2 separate regions of the Macaca mulatta genome follow, and region 2 is linked to region 1. Evidence: chromatin contacts called from public Hi-C data. All regions are on one chromosome and are shown on one strand. The core of a region is the stretch at or near the end of the contact, and the rest is flanking DNA. Distances in the headings are between cores, read along the strand shown.

Evidence for each region. Hi-C and Micro-C count contacts between places; a contact is called where the count stands out from the background.
Region 2: a Hi-C map of fetal cortex germinal zone shows a contact between it and region 1, with 2.7 times the contacts expected there. The contact joins the enhancer-like site here to the promoter of ARHGAP35 in region 1. A contact is called at or near these places in 7 of 14 Hi-C or Micro-C datasets (CD4 T cells, blood, cortical neurons and 4 more).

The regions. Positions count from the first base shown.
Region 1 is chr19:59,326,845-59,334,125 of T2T-MMU8v2.0, reverse strand. It overlaps ARHGAP35 (Rho GTPase activating protein 35), which reads right to left and starts at 2,658. Exons shown (of 7, transcript XM_028839122.2): 1 at 2,440-2,658. It also overlaps a transcript of AP2S1 not described here.
Region 2 is chr19:59,465,807-59,473,087 of T2T-MMU8v2.0, reverse strand. It overlaps ARHGAP35 (Rho GTPase activating protein 35), which reads right to left. Exons shown (of 7, transcript XM_028839122.2): 5 at 5,805-5,936. Among named protein-coding and RNA genes, the nearest start is that of NPAS1, 20 kb to the left of the region's middle. Within about 2 kb of position 4,222, at least 8 of the 40 cell types and tissues checked have an H3K27ac peak or open chromatin away from gene starts, as enhancers often do.

The DNA of each region.
Region 1 (7,281 bases), core at 1,409-3,908:
AGCACACTCCTAGGGGTGCTGGCTTAGAGGTGGAATAGGAGACAGGGTACTGTATGCAACCGCTCAGAGAAGGAAAGAGGGAAAGTGAGAAAGAGAATAAAGATCTGTGAGCAGCTGCAATCCCCTTTTCCAAAGGACACAAAGCTGCAGAGCCCAGAAATCGGAAGGGGGAGAGCAAACAGCAGAGAAAAGAAAATGGGGCAACGGAAAGAGATCTACCTCCCTCCACACTACTAACCTAGTGGAAGTGGGAGAAATGGGGGAGACACTCCCAGACTCCACAGAGCAGTAACAATCAACCAACTCCCACCTATTTACCCAGATCTCTCAGGATCCCTGGGGATAGAACCCTCAGGGTTAGGGTGCAGAGAGAGAATCTGCAGTCTCAGAGCCTGAGAGCCTAAGGCCCAATCCAGCCCCTTTGCCTCTGCAGCAGAGGGATGGAAAACAGAGAAAGACATGCCTGAAAGGGGAAGTGCTCAATGGGGAATGGGTGGGCCACGGGTGGTGAGCTGCGATGAGCAGGTCTGATAGGAACTAAATGGGAAGAGGAGCCTGACAAGATACAAGGGGAAAGGGAAAAAAAAAAAAAGGTGAGGAAGGAAACAAGTCCAAGACGAACAGAATTGGGAGAGGGATATCAAAGGTGAGTAAGGGGAGTGAGAATCTATCACAGCACTGAGGCAGCTCCAAGAGGAAGGTGGGGGGGATACATAGGAAAGAATGATTAAGAAGACATCTTAATGTCACAATTGGAGGGAGTGAGAACTCCAAAAGAAGACAAGAGGCAGGGCAGTGGACGGTGGGCAAATAAAGCAGAGTGAAGGGTGAAGGCTGAATCAAAATGGTGGGGGGAAGAGAATGTCATGTGGAAAACTTAAGACTCGGGAGGGAACAGAGAGGGGACACAGTGACAAGAACCCCAGTGTTAAAGGACCGCTCCAAGCGCGGACGGCAATACAGAAGTTAAAAACCGGTCTAAAAACATGCGGGCAAGTGGACAGCTCCGAAACAGCCGAGCTGGGGAGGGAAACACTAAATAGAGGATGGGGCAGAATTGAAAAAAACGAGGAGAAAGTGCAGGTACAAAATGGATCTAGGGGCAGGTCTGTGAGATGCACAACGGGAAGGGGATGGGTGACCAGCCCGGGAGGTATCAGAGGTATAGTGACGTTAAAGGGCATGTCTAAGGGCTAAAACGGGGAGGAGAGGAGTTGGAGCAAAGGGGACAGGAAGCAGTTTTTAGGCAGAGAACTGAAGGAGATACAGGCCAAAGAAAGGAGTAGCAAATGCATGCAGTAGCTCAGAGAAGTGCCAAAAAGGAGGTGGGGGAAACAGGAAACCTCCAAGAGAACACTGGGGCTGAAACTGAAGGCAGTCTGAGTTAGGGAGAGATCAGTTGAGTGAACAGCAGAAATGGGAGACCTGCAGAGTCAGAGAAGCGGGAAGAGGCTGCTTCCCGGGAAGGCAGAGTCAGAAGCAAGCAGGTGAGGGGAGCGCAGCAAGATCTGAGGTCGGGCAAGGGGCAGAGCTAAGAGGCAGAAAGGTATGGAAGAGAGGAAAGGGTCTGAATGGCAAACGGTAACAAGAGCTGAGAAGGGGAAGAGGCAAGCACGGTGCAGCCAAGTCCGAGGGGATCAGGGGAATGAACTGGGGCACGGAAGGGTCAGAAGGCCAGCCGAGGGGCATCCCGGGGTGCAGCAGGCTCTGTGAGAGGGCAGACAGAAATGCAGATAGTAGGGCCCACGAGGGAACCGGATTAAGTCCAAGGGGAAGACCTGGGGCAGCAGTGCCTGGTTGAACAGGGGTCTCAGATGGATCTCCAAGGGGTTGGAACCGCAGGTCCTAAAGGGACAGCTCCCAGGGTGCAACATATTCTGAGACAAGAATAATAGCACAGCAGGTAGGTCAAAGAAGGGGCCGAGGACAGATCTGAAGGGTGGTGAGAGCAGAATCGAGAAGAGGCAGAAGGGTCACGGATCTCAAAAGTGGGAGCCACAATTAAGGGATGCAGAATGGTCAATGAGAAAAAGGTGGGTCCCAAGAGCACTGCAGAGCCCGGGAGGAGCGAAGGGCATTATGGAGGGGTGGAAGAGGGAAGGGGGTCGCAGAATTGGGAGCCGGATGGCTGAAGTCGGAGAGGCTCTGAGGCAGACACCGAGATCCCAACTGATCGGGGGTGGGGGCGGCAGCGAGGACAGCAGGGCTGCGGCGGGCAGGGGTAGGTCCAAAGGGCAGAAAGGCCCCACGGGCCGGGCCGACGCGCGAAGCGACGGGGACGGCGGGGCCCGGGGAGCTGGGGGGGCCGCTCCTCCCCTCCCCCTCCAGCTCCTCCATTGTTCGCGGGCTCCGGGCCCCGCCGTCCCCGCCTCCCCCTGGACCCCTCAGCGGGGCGGCGCCCGGCCTCGCCGCCCGGGGCCCGTGAGCTCGCGCACTCACCAGCTGGGCGCCCTCAGCGCGGCCCCGGCCTCCAGGATCCCGGCAGCAACGACGGGGGCCCCGGCGCCATGTTCCCCTGCTCCTAGTCCAGCGGCTGCTGAGGCGGCGGCGGCGGCGGCGGCTCCGGCGGCGGGGGGCCGGGCGGACCCTCCCTCGCGGGTTCCCTCCTCCGCCTCCTCCACCTCCTCCTGCCGCCGCGCCGCGGCTCTCCCTCGGGGCGGGGGGCGGGGAGGGGAAGGGGGGAGGGGCGGGAACCAGGGGGAGGGCGGACCAGCCTCGCTCACTCCCTCCCTCCCTCCCTCCCTCCCTCACTCGCAATGGCGGCAGCGGCTGCACCTCCTTCCTGCGACGGCCGCTCCCGCGCGCGCGCCCCCTCGCTACTGCGCGTGCGCGGCGCGTGGACCGTTGCAGGGGGATAACGGCCCCCGGGCGCGCGCCGCGAAGGGACGACCAGCGAGGCAGTGGGGAGAGGTCAGAGCGCGTGCGCACCCGAGGGTCTCACTGCCACCGCCGCTGCCTGAGGTTAGGAACCGCCGCGGACGGTGCAGTGCGCGTGCGCCCCCAAAAATGCAGCTACTGCGGCGGCCGCCGTCGTGACTGAGCTCTAGGCGAGCTGCAAACGAGCAGAGGGAGCGGGGTGGGGGAGCGCGCGTGCGCGGGGGGCTGCCAGCCGGCGCAGCTGTTGGCGCAGGGCAGAGGGAGTGGCCCGCAGGAGGAGCGCGCGTCTCCGCGCGCGCCTCAAGCAGCCGATCTGCCACCTCGCGCTGGCTTCTAGAGAAAGCCGAAGGAGAGAGGCATGGCCCGGTTTTGGGGGTGGGGGGCGAAGGGCGCGATCCCGCTCGCGCGGGACCTGAGCAGCCAATGGGAAGCAACGGGAGGTGGGTTTGCCGCGCGAGCCGCAGCCCCCGGGATAACGGAGGAGGCCAGAAGGAGCGACGTAACGTGGGGCGGTGGGGCGGGGCTGAGAAGGAGGGAGCCCACCAGAGAGGGAGTTGATTGGAGGATATGAGGAGGCGTGGCCCGCCTCAGCCCAATCCGAGTCCCGCAATTCGTCGTCCCGGAAGAAGAGGCGGGGATGGAGAGCGCGTGCTCTTTCTCCTGGCTGTGAAGAAAATCCGCAGCCAACGCGCGCGTCCTTGCAACTTGTTTTTGGTTCTGTGATCGCCTGATCCCCAGGAGAGGGAAGACGGCCTGGTACTGTGTGCAGCCCAAGCCTGTCACTTAGCATTGTGCAAATGACTACAAATCAAATGTCAATTAGGGCGCCTGAAAGGAAAAGAGTAGTGATGGGAGAGGGCACCGCTGTAACCCTTGACTCCTCTGAACTGAGGAGGTGTTCCTCTGGGACTCCTCCGGAAGTACAGATCGTGGAAGATGAGCTTCCCGGGCGCCAAGCCAATATTTGTGGAATGCATGAAGAAAGGCTGTTTCCTATTACATTTGGCATTTCTGCCATAAGTCTCTTCATCTATAAAATGGGATAATAATCATACCTCTCTCGTAGGGCTGCTGTGAAAATTAAATAGATTATATTTTGTAAAGCTCTGGAAATCAGGCCTTGCATATAGTAAGCGCTCTGTAAGCGTTGATAAAATTACATGGGCTTGTTTATTCCATTAATAAAGCTTTTTATATTAAAGGATTTTCCTTTTTTTTTTTTTTTTTTAATGTAGCACTTTTAGGGCCGGACATGGTGGCTCACGCCTGTAATCCCAGTACTTTGGGAGGCCGAGGCGGGCGGATCACTTGAGGTCAGGAGGTCGAGACCAGCCTGGCCAACATGAAACCCTGTCTCTACTAAAAATACAAAAATTAGGTGGGCGTCGTGGTGGGCGCCTGTAATCCCAGCTACTCGGGAGGCTGAGGCAGGAGAATGGCTTGAACTCGGGAAGGAGAGGTTGCAGTGAGCCGAGATCGCACTGGACTCCAGCCTGGGCAACAGAGGGAGACTCCGTCTCAAAAAAAAAAAAAAAAGTACTTTTAATGCATTCAATCTGATTTTTAGATGTTAGTGGCTTGAAACAACAGCAACAACTTTTCTTTAAGCACTGTGGGGCTGCCAAATCGAGTGCATGGGCTGTCATTATAAACCGTGGTGTGTAAGGGACTTTTGATATTACTTGAGGAGACACAGGAAAGACAAGGTGGGGGGCAGTGAATTCCTGATACCCGTACTTCAAATTAATGTCTTTAACACCTATGCAGTATTCCAGGTCTTTTCAATCTTAAATTTGTGAACTGGCGGCACCTGGAGAACAAGGACAGTTGGGCTCACGCTGGATCCCCCAAACCCCTTGGGAACCCATCAGCTCTGATTTACCCTTCGACTCTCAGCTTGAAGTCACCTTCTCAGGGTAGTCTCCCAGATTTGGCCTAATACCTCGTTCTTTAATAATAAAAATGAGTACTTTGTACCAAGCAACAGTCTTTTAAAAATTTTTTATTTTGAGACAGAGTCTGGGATTACAGCTGGGATTACAAGCTTGTGCCGCCATGCCCCACTCATTTTTTTTTTTTTCCTTCAAGACAGAGTCTTGTTCTGTTACCCAGGCTGGAGTGCAGTGGTGCAATCTCGGCTCACTGCAACCTCCACCTCCCGGGTTCAAACGATTCTTCTACCTCAGCCTCCTGAGTAGCTGGGACTACAGGCGCCACACCTGGCTAATTTTTGTATTTTTAGTAGAGACAGGGTTTCACCTGTTCGGACGAGGCTGGTCTGGAACTCCTGGCCTCAAGCTGTCACCCATCTCAGCCTCCCAAAGCCTGGCCACAACTTTTTTTTTTTTTTTTTTTTTTGAGATGGAGTCTCACTCTGGCATCCAGGCTGGAGTGCAATGCCGTGGTCTCGGCTCACTGCAACCTGCACCTCACAGGTTCAAGCGATTCTCCTGCCTCAGCCTCCCGAGTAGCTAGGACTACAGTTGCCTGCCACCACACCTGGCAAATTTTTGTATTTTTAATAGAGATGGGGTTTCACTATGTTGGCCAGGCTAGTCAACATTCTTTTTATTTGTTTTTTTGGTGGATTTTTTTTTTTTTTTTTTGAGACAGGGTCTTGCTCTGTTGCCCAGGCTGAAGTGCAGTGGAACAATCAGGGCTCACTGCAGCCTCAACTTCCTGGACTCAAGCAATCCTCCTGAGCAACTGGAACTACATGACCTCACCATGACACTTGGTCAGTTTTTTTTTATCTTTTGGTGGAGATGGAGTCTTGCTGTGTTGCCCAGGGTGGTCTCAAACTCCTGACCTCAAGCAAGCCTCCTGCCTCAGCCTCCCAAAACGCTGAGTTTACAGGCATGAGCCACCATACCTGGACATGCCAGGCAGCAGTTTAAAAGCACTTTAGACCCATTAACTCACTGAATCCTCACAACCTTATGAGTTAAGTTATAAGGTACAGAAAGGTTACACAGCTAGTAAGTAGCAGGTTTGAGATATAAACCCAGACAACTGGGTCACGTTACTACACATAACATTTCTTCAGGGTTCAGGGTTTGCAGTTCTGTGTTGGATCCCAGCACTTTGGGAGACTGAGGAAGAAAGATCACTTGAGTCCAGGAGTTCAAGCCTTCAGTGAGCTATGATTGTGCCACTGTACTCCAGCCTGGGCCACAGGGCCAGACCCTGTCTCTAAAAAGATTAAATGAAGTTCTGTGTTGATATCACCATTTTGTGTGTGAGCCCTCTGAAGGCAGGGGACTCTGGCTAGTTCCAAAGTCTGGCAAATGGCCCACAATTAAAACTTGTTAATAAATAAAAATGAACGAGTCGGCCAGGCGCAGTAGCTCAGGCCTGTAATCCCAGCACTTTGGAAGGCTGAGGCGGGTGGATTGCTTGAGACCAGGAGTTCGAAACCAGCCTGGACAACATGGCGAAACCCTGTCTCTACAAAAAATACAAAAATCATCCAGGCATAGTGGTGCACGCCTGTAATCCCAACTACTTGGAAGGCTGAAGCAGGAGAATCACTTGAACCCGGGAGAGCCAAGATCGCACCACTGCACTCCAGCCTGGATGAAAGGAGGAGACTCCGTCTCAAAAAAAAAAAAAAAAAAAAAAAAGAATCCAATGCTAAACAAGGGGGTGGTAGGCACTGGGGACATGGTAGCCAGAGACAAAGTCGTTGTCCTTCTAGCCTTCTTTGAGATGCTAGCTCAGATGTCCCCTCTTCCAGGAGGCCTTCTCTGATGCCACAGGCTGGGTCAGCTGCTTCTTCCAGGCTCCCACAGTCCCTTTAGGTCTCCCGTCCAAGCCCTGGCCACCTTGGGTGGTCCATATCTGGTGATAGGTCTTTCCCATCGGACTGCGAGGCCCCTGAGGGCAGGGCCAGGGCTGTCTCAGTCATCGTAGACATCTCTAGCACGGATCCAGGCAGAAGGCAGGGGCCCAGGCATTGTTTTACTGCATGAACGGAACCATCAAGGGGTGCATTCCCAGCTCTGCAATTTTTTCCAGTGCGCAAGAGGGCGGACAGTAGTTGAGCAAGTCAACCACAGGAAGCGGGCTTCCCTGGGGGCAGCCGCCTCCGCGCACCCGGCTAGCCTCCACTCCAGGATAAATAAACAAACGAGTAAACAATTAACCGACACAGAGAAGTGCCGACTGCCGGCTTGGGTAGCTGTCAAGATTTCCCAAGCATCGCCCTAGGGGCCCGAATGTCTGGAGGTCACATCAACTGGAGAGCCGTCGGGGTTGGTTGATAAGAGGCGGGCGTGGGATTCCGGACCTGCATTGGAAACCTGCACAGGCAGAAAAATGCACAAAAGGATTTTGTAAAGAGGGTGGGACGCTGGGGTATACACTGTCTTCATTTCTGAGAGTCTGAAGAAACAGAGAGGGTGG
Region 2 (7,281 bases), core at 2,973-5,472, 140 kb before region 1:
CTGAGTCTGGCTCTGTCGCCCAGGCTGGAGTGCAGTGGCCGGATCTCAGCTCACTGCAAGCTCCGCCTCCCGGGTTTACGCCATTCTCCTGCCTCAGCCTCCGGAGTAGCTGGGACCACAGGCGCCCGCCACCTCGCCCGGCTAGTTTTTTTTTTTTGTATTTTTTAGTAGAGACGGGGTTTCACCGTGTTAGCCAGGATGGTCTCGATCTCCTGACCTTGTGATCCGCCCGTCTCAGCCTCCCAAAGTGCTGGGATTACAGGCTTGAGCCACCACGCCCGGCTAATTTTTGTATTTTTAGTAGAAATGAGGTTTCACCATGTTGGTCAGGCTGGTCTCGAACTCCTGACCTCCAGATCCGCCCGCCTTGGCCTCCCAAAGTGCTGGGATTACAGGTATGAGCCACCGCACCCGGCTTCATACGTTTTTCCTATACCCACTCTCCCCTGACCCAGGACTGGGGGGGCACCAGCAGTGTCTGTGCCCTGTGTGGCATTTTCAGCTGCCTTGGTCGGAACCAGGCACAGGTCCCTCAACAGTCCTCAGTGAGGGAGGCGGCGACTCTGACCCAGAGGCAGGTGAGCGTGAGAGGGACTAGGCTGAGTACATGGGGATGGGTGAGGCTGTCGGTGACAGCACCCCATTCTTGCCTCGCCAGACAATGCGAATTATTTCATTCTCGGATTTGGGAGGCCCCTCTTGCTTGGGTCATTTGTTTATCCTCAGTGTGTGGGAGAAGCAGGTGTTTACGGGGGCCTGCTCCTGCCTGGGTACTATTTTATACGCTGGGGATGCAGTAGGGAACAAAAACCAAATTCCCTGTCGCTTACGGTCTAGTGGAAAGAGGGGAAAGGACCCAGAGGTCCCTCTCTAGTCCAGAAGCTTTGGGCTGGCTCCTCGAGGCCTTCCTGGCCCGGCCCCAGTCTCCCCTCGTGACCACCATCCTCATCCCTGGTGAGTTCAGGCGCCTCTGGCTGGCTGCTACTTGCTGAGCACGGTGCTGACTGCGCTGTCCGGATCCAACCTGGGCCTGGGTGTGGTCAAGCACAGACTCTGGCAGCTCCAAGCCAGAGGCCTGGGAACAAGCTGGTGGCCAAGAGCCAGGCCAGCCCGTGCACCCCGGACACCTTCTGCCCCATGGTGCTGCTGCAGGCTGGGGCCACAGTCTGTGTGGACCTGGTCACAGGGCAGCGGCACACTCAGGGGAGCCACTCACCATCTTCAGTGGAACCTTGCTCTACAGGGACCCGCAGCTTCAACAGGTGGGCCGGCCTGCCCGGCCAGGTGTCTACACTGGCCAAAGAAACAGCAGGGGCAATAGGCTCCCTGGGGTCCCTGCTGGGACAGGGCCGTCAGGGCACCCAGCCCTGGGTGAGCTGCTGCAACCCAGACCCGCCATGGTACAGGTGCCCAGGGTGGCTTCTCCCCACACCTGGCGAGTGCTGATTTGTGGACTCTCAGCTCCACTCGTCCAGACTTTTGGTATGACCTCCAACCCCTTCAGAGTCCCCTCAGGACCCAGACTGTGGAGGGCCGGATCCTCACATCCTTTACTCCCTAGCCTACCCTTTGGGAGTCAAGACACTTAGTTTTTTCTAACAACAACAAGAAGAACCCATCCTGCTCCAGTGTTGGTCAGTGGTAGACAGGAGTCCAGGGGTGTGGGCCGGGAGAGATGGTGGCCTATGGAGGAGACCCCAGCCTCTACACCACGCTCACCCCTTCGCTTGGCTCGGCTCCAAGTGGCTCTGCTCTTGCTCAGGGGGTGTGGGCTGGGAGCTGCACCTCTTGATGGGACATCATACTTTTGAACTTAGGGGCTAGTCGCCTGAGACAGCAAGAAACATCCAGGGGACGAATTTTTGGGCCAGTTGAACCAAGACAGCCTGGACACAGACCCAGCAATTTAATAAAATAGAGACCCCAAGAACTCAGGAGGAAGGGGAGGGGACAGCCAGAGGGCACAGGGACCTTACTGAATAGCTTCCCATACCTCTTACAGCACAGACACACCAGGACTCACAAAGCCAGAATACTGGTCCAAGGTCAAACAAATTGGCAGCAGAGACCTTGTTCCCAAAGAACACTCCTGCCCTGGCTGTGCTGCGCCACTGCCATCACTGGCACCCAGGCTGCCAACCAAGCTCTAGGCTTGGGTCTGCTGCTGCCAGCTCAGTGCCTGGAGGAAAGTCCCTGCTGGCCGCCGCTGACCATCTGCACGCCTGCATCGCCAGGAAAGGGAAAGCCCAGCTCAGGGTCACAGTCCTTCAGTGATCACGCAGGCTCGTCCGGCGTCCGCTCTCCCCGTCCCAGGTGGTAAACAACTCCAAGGTCAAGACTTCACTCTACAGGGCCCAGGATGGGGAATCCAGGCTGTCCTTCCCCTGGAGACATGGCTTTGCAATCACCTGTTGAATGTCCTGTCCCACCAGACTGAGCTGGGGGCCGCATATGTGTGTGCCCACTGCCATCTGTCTCTGTCCACACAGGGCCTGGCTATCTGTGAAATTAATGACCCCGTGCGTGGGTGTGAGGAGCACCCCCGTGCCCTCGGGCAGCTATCTGGACAGATCAAAGGAAGGCAGGATCCCAGAACCAGCAACGTCCCAAGGCAGCTGGTGAACAAGAGCCCAGAGAGCAGCAGGGCCGCCTCCTGGTAACCTAGGCTACACTGTTATCTCTAGCTCCAACGGTCTCATCTGTCAAAAGGAAAGGCCGAGACAATGAGCCGGCATCCTGAACCATGTTCGGGTCACACATCCCCTTCGACAATCTGACGAAAACGACTGGTCTCTCCTTAAATTAAAAAGACTGAATTTTACGAGCTATTACAGGGAGTTAATGGGGACCCTGGAGCCACAGGTCCTTTGGTCCAGACCGTCTGGCTTGAGATGGAGCCAGCTCTAGCACCCCTTCCAGCACAAAAGTCATAGGGCAGGGCCTGTGGACACCGGCTGGATGGAGTCGACTCAAGATAGGCAGGGAGGAGGGAGTCACCAGAGACAGGGGAGACACCAGGCAAGAGTGACTCCTGAAGGCGGGGGTGGGCTACAGGGAGGAGACAAGACAGGCAGCGCAAGCCTCTTCCTCTGCCTCCTGAAACCCTGGCCCGTCTCCCCTGTGAAGCCCTCTTCCTCGAGCCTTCCCCGCTGGGGTTTGTGCACTTCAAGCTCAGCTTTGCTCTGTCTTCAGAGAACTTCACTTGCACCCATGGAGGCAGGGACTCAAGCCCCAGCTTGTTGCTCCCTAGCGGTGTGACCCTGGGCAGGCTGTATCACCTCTGAGAAGCTGTTTCCTCCTCTGCAAAATGGAGATGTATTGTAATACCATCTTCCTCAAAGGAAGATCAGCAGTGGGAATCAAATGCCTCGTGGAGAGCAGGGCCAAGCCTAGGCAGGCACCCAGGCCATGGGCGGTGCGGTTGCTGCTGCTGTTCATTTCTGAATCTCCCACGCATCACCTTGAGTGTGGTAGGAAAATAACTGGCAAATAATCACAAACGTCTCTATTTTGCGGGTACATTTTCAGCAGTGTTCAATATTGTGAAATTCTGGAGCTAACAAAACCATTTGCTAGTGACCTTGATACTTGTTGTGATGGGATTTGAAACTGGTTCCAAGGCCTGAACATATAGAGACACAATTGCTCTCAGGGATTAAGTAGAAAGAGCTGGTCAAGTTGATGTAGCCATGGAAACCCCAGCCAGTCTGGGAAGAGCTACTTTGGGGCATGATCATCTTTTTTCCATAATATCCCTTAACACTACTAACTTTTACACTGCCTGGTATATGTGGCTCAGTTGAACCTGGCCCTGCAACATCCACAGCCTAGCTTTCCAGTCAACTTCTCTGGCCCAGAGAGGTGCCATTGTCAGCAAGATCTTCTCCTCTCCCACCCCCTTCAGTCAGGTTCAAGACAACGGAGCCCCCGCTGAGTACCATGAGGGACAGGAAACACACAATGGGAAGAGGAAGTGGGAAACCTCCACCCTTTCCCAGGCTGCTGCAGTAGCGGCCGCAAGAAGCCACCTCCTGAGCAGTGGAAGCTGCTGTGGGAAGGGCAGCTGATTCCCTATCAATAGCACCTCCCGTTCCTGCCGGCCCCCCAACCCTACACAAAAAGATGCTGTGTCAGCAGCTCCCGCAGAAACAATGGGGTTCTGCCGGGTGGCAGGATTCCACGCACCTCTAGATGGCGCCAAGTCAAGACAAATGCAGACAGGAATTCCCGGCTTCCAGCCTTTCCTAACTTCCACTGTGAGACAAGCTTCCGTGGAAAGAAAGCTGGCTCCAGAATAGAGATTTCCCATGCGACTTCACATCTGTGCCTGCCTGGAGCCTCCTGGAGAAGTGACTGCTGGGAAAGCCTCTATCTTCCGACAGCAGGATCAGGGGAGAAGCCGGCAATAACTGCTCTGGAGAAACCCTGACTCCCGTCTTCAGAAGGCAGGCTACTCTATGACCGTCCCAGGAGTACCATGCTCTCCTGCCCCATCCCTGTGGGCTTAGCTAGGTCAGGCGCTAGGAACAATTCCAGTCAGCTAAGAGAGTGTGGACAGAATAAGGTGAAAGTGGCATCCAGACTGTGAAAACAGACACCACAGGAAGTGCAGACCCTGGAAGGGTGACCTTGGAGGTCCCGCAGCCCCTGTCACTACTGAGGCTCTGACAGTTCAGGGGTGGGCTTCCTCCACACCTGTCTCCCTTAGATGCTACTTAGAGTCAGTGACCCAGGACTCGGGGTCACGCTGATCCATCACCTCCCTCAAATTTCTGCCTACACATCAGCCTTGTGAGTATATGAGGCTTGTTTAAAGCTCCCTCTTTAGAGTTGGGCAGTGGCATGATGAGACCAATGTCCTGCCCCTGAGGAACACATCTCCTTTCCTCTTCCCCACCCTCTGGTCGCTGGATCACGGGGTGGCTGTCATCTCTGGGCAGCTGGCAGAGACACTCCCTTCTGCAGCTGCACGGCAAGGGCTGCTGCTGGGTCTTGGCCTGCCAGAGGCACAAAGCAGGAAGGCTGCTGATGACTTAAAAGGTAGTGAGGGCCACATGGCGGGACGCTCTGAGAGGCCAGGCATCCTCTGTGGTACTACACCAAGTCCAGGGAGAGGCTGGCCAGTGAGAAGTCTTGCCCATCTGGACAAACACCTCTAGAGAGAGGCAGGCTGGGGCAGGAACAGCTGATGAGGCAAGGTGGCACGGCACACAGGATACCACTAAAACCAGAGGCGCTCATTTGCTACAGCATCAAATGATCACTTGGCCACTGGAGTTGTCTCTTTCCCTCCAGAGGCCGGCTTCCTAAGAGGCTGTAGGACCCTAGACACATGTTAACTTCATTACATGAGAGGTGGGAGAAGACAGGTAAGAAGAGGGGAGAGGAAAATAAGAACTACTATTAAATAGGCTGTTCACAGCCTCACTTCTAGGCCTCTCCGAACCAAATTTCATCTGCAGGAGTAGGGATGGTAACAACAGCAGGACACTAAGGGGCAGAGAAGGTTAAGTTGGCCGCAAGCAAAGGAGCCAAGTCTGACACCGAAATCATGCTCTTAACTAATGAGAGTACGAGGGAAACCTGCAACTCTCTTGGTGCCACCCCCAGATAAGCACCTAAGGTCTACAAGGGCAAGAGCCCGATTTGCAAGTCCCATTGTTGTCATCTGGTTAATTCCCTTGCCTGCTGTCCTTCCAATATCAGCTCTAAGAGCCAGCGTCCATTCTGAGGGCAGGACCTATTCTTCCAGTGCTGAGCCCTTTCTCCCTCAATCCACCCAACACTGGGCTGCCGGTACTCACTGTGTGCCTCCACCAAGTCGATCTGCATGTTGTACGGGACCAGGGGGTCAGGCAGTTCTGAGAAAAAGCTCTTCATGGCACCGGCCACGGTATTCACTGTAAAGTCTTTCTCTGCCAGGTCCAGGTTATGGTCTGAAAGGAAGTCAGGAGAGTGAGGCCAAACCATTCCAAGCCAGGCAGAAGCATCAGGACAACTCGGGGCTCGGGAGAGGCTAGAGAAACCTTAAGGAGCCAGGGACGGCCTCAGGACTGACACGGATTGGAGGGGTGAGACCTGTGGGAGTGCTAACTCGAGTTCTGAGGTTCAGGCATGGGTTGGCCCCAGCACCTCTTTCCGAGACTGCTGAACTGCCTCCTCCACCAGCATCAGGGCAGGGATGCTGGTTTTCAGTGCTGGGAGCTTGCCCTCATCTGGCTTTGATATGCCGTTACCTCTTCCTTACTCCTTTCCCATCACAGAAGAAGGAGGCGGCTTTCCTTAAGGGTGGCTCACTTTCCAGGTAGGTCACAGAGATGTTAGCAACCACTGTGACTGCCGCCTCCATCCTTGTCGCCTATGGTGGGAGGGCAAATAGGCTCATTTATTCTCTCTCTGGCCCTTCCCAGCCACCACACCACTGACCCATCTCTTACTTTCCTTCTTGTTGCATACATACTTCAGTGGATTCCTGATAACGAAGAAATCTCCACGGATGGACAACACCACGTTCCATTGTGGGGGAGGTAAGCTGGTACAGGATCTCCCATATATACAAACGCATCCCACACCGGGGGTTCTCCCCTCACTTTGGCCTCGTGTCTCCTAACCCACAGATTAGCAGGCGTCTCCCTCTCGTGTGGTGCCCTCTGCCCGCTGCGGCCAGCTGAGCCCAACTGCGGTGCTGCAAGGTGCAAGGGCTGCCCACCTGGGGAGTGGGTGTGGTGTCTGCTCTGGGTGGTGCCTCCTGCCCTGGCTGCTGACAGATGGGAATGTGCCCTGCTCCAGTGCTTTTGCTGCTGGCACTGGGGGACATGGTTTCTCATCCCACCGTGTGGTCAATTCCAAGAGGTAGAGTTTGGTTGCCTGCCTTTAGGCCTCTTGAAGCTGGCTCGGCTTAGGAGAAGAGAGTCCCTGCCAAGAACTATGTAACTTGGGTCTGTGTCCCAAGGGCTCAGCTCCTCACACGATGGTCCCTCGCTTTCTCTGGTGCTGGGACTGTGAGGAGGATAGATCTGAGGCCCTGGCAAAACAGGATCACATCTCAACCCGACTTGTATATCATGTGCCTGCAACTAGCTCTGCATGGCCAAACAGGCAAAACTCTTCAGTGTGGTGAGGGAGGCGTGTGCCTGGGTGACCTGGAAGAGCATCTGTGAGTGGCGGTGTGGGGAGTGGCCTACATAACCCAGCTTTGGCAGGGAGGGTTCACTGACAGGACCCAGTCCACTCCTCCCCACTGCGGCCATACATGGTCTGTTTCTCAGTTTCAGCACCTTG